Linked DNA regions of Mus musculus: region 1 is linked to region 2. The links are chromatin contacts, called in public Hi-C maps. All regions are on one chromosome and are shown on one strand. Each heading gives the region's core, a stretch centred on a gene start, on an enhancer-like site or on the middle of the called end of the contact. The rest is flanking DNA. Distances are from core to core; before and after follow the strand shown. Region 1 overlaps Gm32658 (a long non-coding RNA gene). Region 2 has its middle 960 kb from the start of Gm32658.

Region 1 (4,652 bases), core at 1,312-3,811, 850 kb before region 2:
ATACATTGGCCTCTCTCTCTCTCTCTCTCTCTCTCTCTCTCTCTCTCTCTCTCTCTCTGTGTGTGTGTGTGTGTGTGTGTGTGTGTGTGTTCAGTGTTAAAGTTTCTAAAAGAAAATAATACCTTCTGCCCCCACCCCCATCTCTGGTTGCATATAACTCAGGTACAACCATGATTCATACTCACAGGGGAGTTCATGTTTGAAACTATTTTTGATAGAGTTCATTGTACAAAGAAACCTGAATCTGTCAGTTGTATCACACATCTCTCTTGATCACTGTGAATATTGGCATTCTCCACAGTCAAAGGATATAATGTAATTTAAAACATAGATGTATTACCAATTTAATTGAGTCATGCTTATAAATGTTCATTCTTCCTATGCAGTGTATAGAATTCAAAGTCCTGTGACTAGTTATTTGGCTAGTTAGTTGTTGATTGTTATTCTTGGTATTGGATGTTGAAACTAAATAGCAAACCGATATATTTACCCTTCTGTGTTATTGTTCTGCAAATCTTTGCAACAGATCTTCCTTGACAAGTTCCATAATTATTATTCTTGTCATCTAAAGATGTAGTATATTATAATTTTTCATCCAGTTGTTCCTTTGTTAATATAGCTCGGTAACCCTTCAAAGGATCATCTTTAATGTGCATCTAAGATTTAGATGTCTAGACTTAATATCAGATGTCAAAGAAAAAATGGGAATGTCCAGTTGCTGCTAAGGCAAAAGCTCTCTGAAGAGACACAACTCACAGAAGTTAGGAGAAATGCTAACCAAAACATCTTTAAAGGTGCATATCTGTAACTTTGCAGAATCAATACGTATTTGAGAAGAGATAGAAAAGTTTGCAATTTTGTGACATGATTGAAAATGGATGCTGCCACAACACATTTCTGTGGTCTAGAAACTTTCCAAGACATTAAATGTTTTCTGTTCAGTATAGAGATCACGATGGTTGAGGAAAAAGAAATAAAAAACAATTAAAACAAACAAAATGGTTTTAATTAAGGAATAAATGAGTGTTTCAAAGGTTAAAACTTACATTGCACTTTGTAAATTCATGGATTCTGAGAAGATACTACTGGTGCTTTTGTGTATCACTGCCTTAACTTACATAGGTTTTTATTTTAGGCTATATCTGTTCCATCCCTTAAATGTTCTTATTACATGGTAGACATTCAGTACACTGTGTCTAACAATCGTTTGTATGTTTCAGAACAAATTTGGTTCTCATTTTCTTGTAAGGCAAGAGGAACATCAGCCAAGAGCAACTCTGGAAAATTCATGAGTTGGTGTGAATAGTGCCATTCTCCTGAATGTTTCTGAATAAAGGATTTTATTACAGCACATTCCACCTGAATCCCTGCTCCTTCTGTACCAAGCCAGCCATTGCTACAGAAAACTGTGTTGTTAAGGTGTTAAGACATCTGGTTCCAGTCAGTCCCTTCCTCTGCCACACTTGGTTCTCTCCTGGGATTCAATAAAGCTAAGTGCCTGGTGCCTCAGAATCTTTTGTCTTGTTCCTCTGGTAGGGATAATTGCTTGGGGACAAAGGAGGAAAGAGCATGTAATTTCTCACCATTGCTTGAAAATTAGATGCCAACAGCTGACTGAAATCTTGTGAACAATTTTATTTGAAAGCGATGATATCAGTTACCTGTTATATGCTTAAAAGATGCTATTACAAAGACAAAAGTTTTTACTGTTTGAATGTTTATGGTTTTTCAATAAAAGCCTAATTTAAAAAAAAACTAAAGAGACACAGCATTTTCTACACAAAATCATTCTATTGAACAGTAAAGGGTTATTTGCTTTCCCTATTTTTTTTATGGCTACATTGTATGCTGCATTTTATTTATCTGCCTGAACAGAAGGAGTATGGCTGAAATGTTGCATTGAGCCTTTCTTCCAGAAATAAATGTAATGCTGTTTTAGGAGTCATTAAAACAACTTGGCTAGACCTCAAGTTTGAAACCTTTTGACCTACAGTGATGTCATTGCTGGACTTCTTTACTGGTCTTCGTAACGATCAGCAACCTAGGTAGCAAAATATCCTAGGGCTAGGCTGAGCCACTGACTTGCCCAGTAGTTGTTGGGAAAGGCGGTTGCTGATCAGGAGATGCAATGCAGTGTTTTTCAGGCTCTATTAATAGACGAGTGCACAAATTTCACTTAACTACCACTGCTTAGATAGCTCTTTATAATATATTGCTAATTTCATCTTGGCACATTAGCATTATAAGCCTCAAGTTTCTTCTTTAAAAATGTGCTCCCCATCTGCTTCTGCTGTATTTTTGTACAGACATTGCTTCTAAAAGCAGAGGAGTGCTTTTCCTGATTCAAGAAGGTTCACTTAGAGAGAGTAGGAAAACTGAGGCACTCATGTGAATCCCTGAGTTGAAGCACACAGGTTTAGGGTGAGAAGTACTCAAGAGCAAATGACATGGTAAGCTCACTGTCTCAGCCAGCCTCCATGGTAGGTTCACTGAACCCCAGTGCAAACGGTAAATAGTCACATATTCGTCTGAGCCATGGAGGGGATTCTATTTCAAGAACGTCGACCTCATTCTACCATAATCCCTTGCTGCACTGTGCTGAGATCTCAAAGGGACATTGGTCTGACGCCTTCAGGGTATTTTTATTGCTGACACCAGATGGCGCTCGTACATTTTAAATTTTGCTTTGATCGGTCCTGTTTAAAATTTTAGCCACTTTTCAGGAAGATTTTGCTCAAAAGATTAAAGGTCACATATGTGTTCTTTCATGTAAAATCTAATAGAAAACTTTCATCTGTTCTTTAAGAGGCCTCGCCCCCTTTCATACACACAAACATTCACTGGAAAGTATTGTTGGTGAATATTGATTATTGTAGGAATGATTGAGGAAAGCCCACAACCACCTGTGTCTAATCATGTAGAAATTCAATTCGTTTAAAAATCGCTTTAATTTTAAAAATCAATCTTAGTCCGGATTTCATCGTTCTGTTTTATACTCTTGAGGGGCGGGGCACCATAAGAAACTAAGAATTACGTTTATCCATCATCACAGAAAACTGTGTGCAAATGAATTATCTGTGGAGCCTCAGGGACACCTGAGTTTTTCCTCTTACAATCTCGCTTGTTCTGCTTCATTCTTGCATTCCCAGATCAGTGTCTCTTTATTCCACTTAAACCTTCAAACGGATAATGGCATAAAATTAGACTCTGATTACAAGAGCAGCAATTGGGGCTGCTTTGCCCAGCCCCCTTCCTCTTCCTGTGAACAGATTACTTGTGAGAGAAAGGGCAGTTGTGAATTTGTTTTCTTTCCTGTGACTTTATTTGTACTGGATTTTTGCTTGCTGGCCTTGAACCTAGTTCTAAGAAGATCTATTTTTTCTGAGACTTTTAGTTTATTAATGATCTTTAAGATTTTACTGAGTTTTGTAAGACATTGTCCTCATTGCCTTGTGTATCTCTGAAAAACTGACATTTTTTTTTTAATTGGGAATATCCTTTGCTGACTTTAATTTTTTTTTTTTATTATTTATCTCTGTCCTTTGGTAGAAAGTGATGAGGGGAAAAACGTGAAATTACTAAATGTGATTTACAGAAAAGAGGCAATGATTATGTCCTTTATAATTAAGTTGACGAGAAGAGTGAAGAGGGTTTTAAAAACCCTATCTATCCCCAGTGCTAATATGCAAATTGCTCCTCGAAATATAATGAGCACCTTATCTAGTTCATGATATTTCATTTTGAAACTAACATTTTCCCCTCTTAATAGTCCAGAGGGTTATTGACCAAAGCGCATTGATTGACTCTGTTATGCTAATAGTAGCACAAAGAATGCCATAATGGGCTTAGCACCCCAGGCTGCTGCAGAATTTTGATCCTGTCCTTTCCAGAGGAATCTATACAGTCTTTGCAAATAATCCCACATAAGCCACCCAAAAATGTTTTCTTTTGTAAGGGCTTCTTTCTTGGCAGCTCTCCTCTGATTCATTTCAGCAGAATTAAGCTTAAAATTTTCAAAAGGCTTGTTGAAAATTTATCAAGATTAGAGAAACATTAGAGCAGAGAGGGAGCTTTGAGCATTGTTTACAAGTGTCAAAACAAGAGGTCTTTGCTGAGGTCAGTCCCCAAGTCATTCACTGAGCTTAAAGGCCTCTGTCAGCACAGGTTTTCCAGGTGGTGGGGGCTTGTTATGTGGTTTTGTGTGATAAGGTACCAGAGAAGAGAGAATGGCACTATTAGGAGGTATGGCCTTGTTGGAGTAGGTGTGTCGCTATGGGTATGGACTTTAAGACCCCCATTTTAGCTGCCTGAAGTCAGTATTCTGCTAGCAGCCTTCAGATGAAGAAGTAGAACTTTCAGCTCCTCCTGCACCATGCCTGCCTGGATGCTGCCATCTTCCTGCCTTGACTATAATGTAATGAACCTAGACCCAATTTAAGTGTTGCCCTTGTAAGAGTTGCCTTGGTCATAGTGTGCATTCACAGCAGTAAAACTCTAACTAATACTTTTGTGTTCAAATTAGGGCTCACGTCCAGACAAACCACACTGGGCCAATACAGTTCCATTTGGGAATTATTGTGGGGGGAGGGGGCAAAGGTGACAAGGAAGACAAGCGGGAAAGAAAGAGAGAGGTAGAGGGGTCTGCCTTTTAT
Region 2 (4,887 bases), core at 591-3,090:
AAACTCACTAAAAATAGAATAAAATATGTTGTAGCTGGTTTAGAAACTTACTAATTTCTTAAATTAACCATAAGCTATTCAATTTTTCCTTAAAAATATGTCCCATTTTTACTGGTGTCAAAGTTCAATAATTGGGCCTATCAGAGAAAAAATTATTTTCCTAATGGGATGATATTTATGCTTAAACTTACTACATCTGGGATCTAATACATTAGAGACTATTTTCCACTGAGTATCTCTTGCAAAAAGAGGTCATCTACAATGCATTAGGGGCTATGATTTAAATTTCTACTTTCAGTTCCAGAAGTATATGTCTGAAATTTCTGAAGCCTCATTTTCTTTCTGTAAATAAGTAAATATTTCTGACCACTTTGCTTCTGTGAATCCAATCTAAGAGCTTGTAATATCACTGATTCTCAATAGTCATTTTTTGGGGGGAGGGTGTTCATGGAAAATAATATGAAGTAAGAATTTCAGTGTCCTAATATGCAGATTTCCAATCATTCTCATGGCCATCAGGCCATCCCTCCTGCTCCTCCCTACACTCAACCAAGAACACCCCCACTCCTCACCTGATCTCCTTTCCCACCTAGTTCCCTCCATCCTTCTGCCTTACAGAACCATTCTATTCTCCCTTGCAAGTAAGACTCAAGCATCCTTGTTTGTGACCTATGGATGCTTTGAATCTCACTTGGAAGGTGAAATGAAATGGTCTTGAAAAGCAGCTGGAGGAATGGGGGCATTCTATGTTGGGTATAGCTTGAGGCAGGGTAGATGGCTAGATGACTATGAAAATGAATGGAAATCTACAACTGCTGTAGGAAGAGGTAGGAGACAGCTCCACGAAGAAATAGAAACTTGGAAGAGGGGAGGCACCTAAGAATCAATGGGGGTGTCATTAGATATTGAGACTGGGGAGGCCAGGGTGGCAGGATACTCAGAGGGTCTCAAGCACCTGCTCAGAGGAGAATGGGAGGTAGATGGGGGAATGGTTGTGAGAGGGGGTGACTAGGAGGTGACAGTGAGCAGAATATAAAGTGAATTAAAGTGTACCTTCACTTCTTGCTTAGCTTTCAAAATAGCCTTAATTAGTTTTTGATATTTAATAAAGGCTTTATTTTACTATTATGGCCTTACATTTTTGCCTACATTCTATTAAGTATTGCAGAAGGTATCTCAGCTAAAAGTAGATTGTTCAAATCATTTTATCCTAGTAATCATTGACTCATAGCAGAATGACAATTCTGAAAAAAAAAAGCCAATTCTTTGGCTCTTCTAATTTTTAAGATTACATTATAACTAAATATATTCCTCCTTCCCATTTTCCCTCAAAACTCTGAAAATTTCTTCCTTTTTCTCTTTTAAATCCATGACCTGTTTTTCATTAATTGTTGATATATATAATATATATATAATATATATATGTATATATATATTATATATATATATATAATATATATATATATATATATATATATATATATAATATATATATATCTTGTATTTATGTTTTCAGAACTGACCATACATCCTTACATGTGGCCTGTCCGTTGTTTTCATTCATCAAATTAAGTTTAAAAAACACAATGAAAACTCAAGGCTGGGTTTTAAGGTTTCTTCTATAGCACATAAACCATGCATATTTATACTTTATGTTGTTGTTGTTGCTGCTGCTGCTGCTGGTGGTGGTGGTGGTGGTCGGTACAGTATTTTTTAAAACAGGGTATTAGCTTAAATCAGGGACTTGCCTATGATTTCTTTCTATCACAACTGAAGAGGGCTATGCTATCATGCTTACTGCACAAGGAATTGTCTCAAGTCATGAATTTTAAAAAGAACTCCTTCAGAGAGTTGAGAACAGATTTATAACCAGCTGGCGCTAGGCTATATTTGGCATATGGAGCCTAGATTTAGTTATCATCTTCAAAGTACAAGAAAACCATTCTAACAGCATCATTGTGCATGTAACATAAATGACTGGGAATTACTTTAAGCAATCTCCAGGTGACCAGAACCAGGTCAGATGCCATGACAATGTGTTGCAGTTTCTTAATTTTATGTGCTTAAGTTGGTTCTCTCAGATAGTCAAAAGTGTCAGAGCTACAGAGGAAGTCACTGTTTAGTTTAATAGGTATATGTACACCAGGTGGTTTTCTGTATTTTGTGTGCTAGTATAGACACATGCATTTGTTAAAAGAAAATATGGATAAGATGTTAAATATGATCACCAGATTGGTAGGGTTGAATGAGGTGACTGTCTTCCCAGAAACAGAAACCCTCACCTTCCCTGTTCCTTGCTCATGAAGGGACATTCATACTCATGCTTGTTATAAACAAATCATTTATCTGTGTCAGCTCCCGTTTATGACTTTATGTCCCAGCAACTTGTGCTGCAAGAAAAAAAAATCTTCTTTGAGGGAATGTTACATGTTTTGTGTTAATTTTCCAGCACTGCCTACCTCTGTAATTCATACAAGGTACTGTGTTATATTTTTCAGAATTGAAACTTATGTCTACAACTGAACCAGGGGTTAGTTTTCATTGGTTGTCTGTGCATAACAGCAAGGGAAGTAAAAATAGCATGTGTTCCCTATAAAAGGATGAATAGATAATGAAAATATGTTACATTTCAAAATTGATTATAATAATCTTTTAAATAAGACGAAATTAGGAATTTCACAGCTAAATAAATGAGATTGAAAAAAACATTCTCAGTAGACTAACAATGACACATAGAAACATACAGAGTTTGTTGTTTTCATTGAAAAGCTCAACTTGAAATGTCAGATACATGTGTCAAATTTGAATATTAATAAAGGTCAGGAATGTGTAAGGGTTAATGATTGTCGGTTTTCAGGGGACAGAAAATATAACTCACTGGTATTAAAAGAACAATGCAATAAATGTGTTAAATGGTAAAAATGAGCAGGCAGAGCAGGTTACAAAATTGAATATAGGAAGTAATAATTAATATTAAAGGCATGTTGAAAGGAAACATGGAAATCTACTACTCTAGACACTAAATATATGTATGAAGAATTTAAATCAAGTTACTTTGTAACAAGGCAGGGATAACAATGTCACTGCTATATCATAGAGGGTAAAAATTTAAAAGTACAGGGCCAAGAATATTAAAATATCCTAGTGAACATACAAATAATTTCAGAGTAAATATTTTATTATACTGAAAACTTTATGAATAAACATGTTTATTTGCTTCTTAATTTGATATCACCACAAATTATAATTAATAAGGTTAATTTATGTAGATACTTTACTCTTCAGCTCTTTTTTTCTCCTAAATTATTTAAAAATTGGCACTAGGATGTTCAATTTCACTTTCTTTACATTTTACACTTCCTATTATTAAAATTTTGTCTTCGTCTCTACATTCACTGAAATTTGTTAAGTCCCCACCATGATATTCTTTCTGAAAGAGCTGCATATGACACCATGATGCAGCACACTTTAACATTCATATTTTCTTGCCTGATACAAGAATAAGAGTAACGTGTACTTTAAGATCAAGGGAAAATATGGATATTTAAGCTCTGCCTGACAGTTGCAAAAATTAACTTGTCATCCCAGAGTGTTTGTATGGCAGTAACAGAGGCTAAATAAATCCCCAAATAATACCTTTTGACAGATAAGGAGTTAGGGAAGGAAACATACTCTCTTAATATAGACTCCGTAACTTTGCAAACACATCAATAAAAGTTTAAAGGGAACATAAACATTGCTTTCAGTTGTAGCTTGTTGAATCATTTAACAAGGCTGTAGATTTATCATTTATGCGTAACTATTAAGATAATTACCCAACACCAAAGCAGTAAGATGAAGGCAGCATTTTCAAACTTTATCTTAAAGGTGAAAAATGAATAAAATTGACCATTATCAACAATACATTCATTTGCATGACTTTTATTTTAAAAACTTTATAAAGGCACATCTCTTAAGAAATATGATCAATGAGAAAAATATAAGTCAACATGATGTTACATATATATCTACACACAACCCTAGGGGGAAGGATCCAAAGTTAAGCAGCAGAGTCAGATAAAGGCCCTGCTCCATTTATAAGGGGATTAACATGAATACCAACCTACTCATCTGTTATAAATGTGTAGGAGGGTCTTTCCAGGCCCCGAATGCTCTTTGGTTAGTGGTTCAGTCTCTTTGACGCCCTCCCTCAGCCCACTGGTGGTTGGTTCTTCTCTGGGATCTATGACTTATAGACCTGGGGAGCTGGCTACATTTCCAATACCAAGGATGCTTCCTTACCTGTTTAGTGGTACCTTGAGTCCATTAGAGAGCTGTTGTTTGCTCCCAAGACAGATGTGTCAACACTGCACCTTAGAGGATTTTTATTTTTGTGTCTGTCATGCTGGTCATTGTGGTGATTTATAGGCATCTTAGATAGCTGGGAGTACTCGATGCTGCCATTGTTTGAAATGTTGTGTGATGCTTTCTGGCATCATAAAAGAAAGTCCACATGGAGGAGACTTTCAGGTTGGCACTAGCTAAGAAGCCTCTGAACCCTCATTTGAACCACAAGATATCATTAGACATAGGGGTTTCCCTTCCAATTTAGAGAGAGAAAAGAAGGAAAGGCAATAGTAATAACCTATAATATTTTAGATGGTTCTAGGACAACTCTGAACCTCAAATCAGAGAGCTTCTCATGTCTTATTTTGCAATTTTTGTTAGATGGTCTTTGGATATTGGAGGGAATATTATCAACCAAGATTATGGAATTTTACTAAAAATATATTGATGTATATTTATTCATGGAATTATATATATATGTTTTAGGGGATATGAATAATTGCATGATTCCTTATAATTTTTTAGACTTCATCACTATTAAGTTATATCCTTTTCTTTCTA

Evidence for each region. Hi-C and Micro-C count contacts between places; a contact is called where the count stands out from the background.
Region 1: a contact with region 2 is called in a Hi-C map of cortical neurons, with 2.9 times the contacts expected there. The contact joins two enhancer-like sites. A contact is called at or near these places in 2 of 484 Hi-C or Micro-C datasets (cerebral cortex and cortical neurons).

What each region holds. Positions count from the first base shown.
Region 1 is chr4:80,515,545-80,520,196 of GRCm38.p6, reverse strand. The region is part of intron 1 of Gm32658 (a long non-coding RNA gene); the gene reads left to right. Among named protein-coding and RNA genes, the nearest start is that of Gm32658, 110 kb to the left of the region's middle. Within about 2 kb of position 2,561, at least 26 of the 459 cell types and tissues checked have an H3K27ac peak or open chromatin away from gene starts, as enhancers often do. A contact at or near this core is called in cortical neurons, where this site is marked.
Region 2 is chr4:79,667,689-79,672,575 of GRCm38.p6, reverse strand. No RefSeq gene overlaps it. Among named protein-coding and RNA genes, the nearest start is that of Gm32658, 960 kb to the left of the region's middle. Within about 2 kb of position 1,840, at least 10 of the 459 cell types and tissues checked have an H3K27ac peak or open chromatin away from gene starts, as enhancers often do. A contact at or near this core is called in cortical neurons, where this site is marked.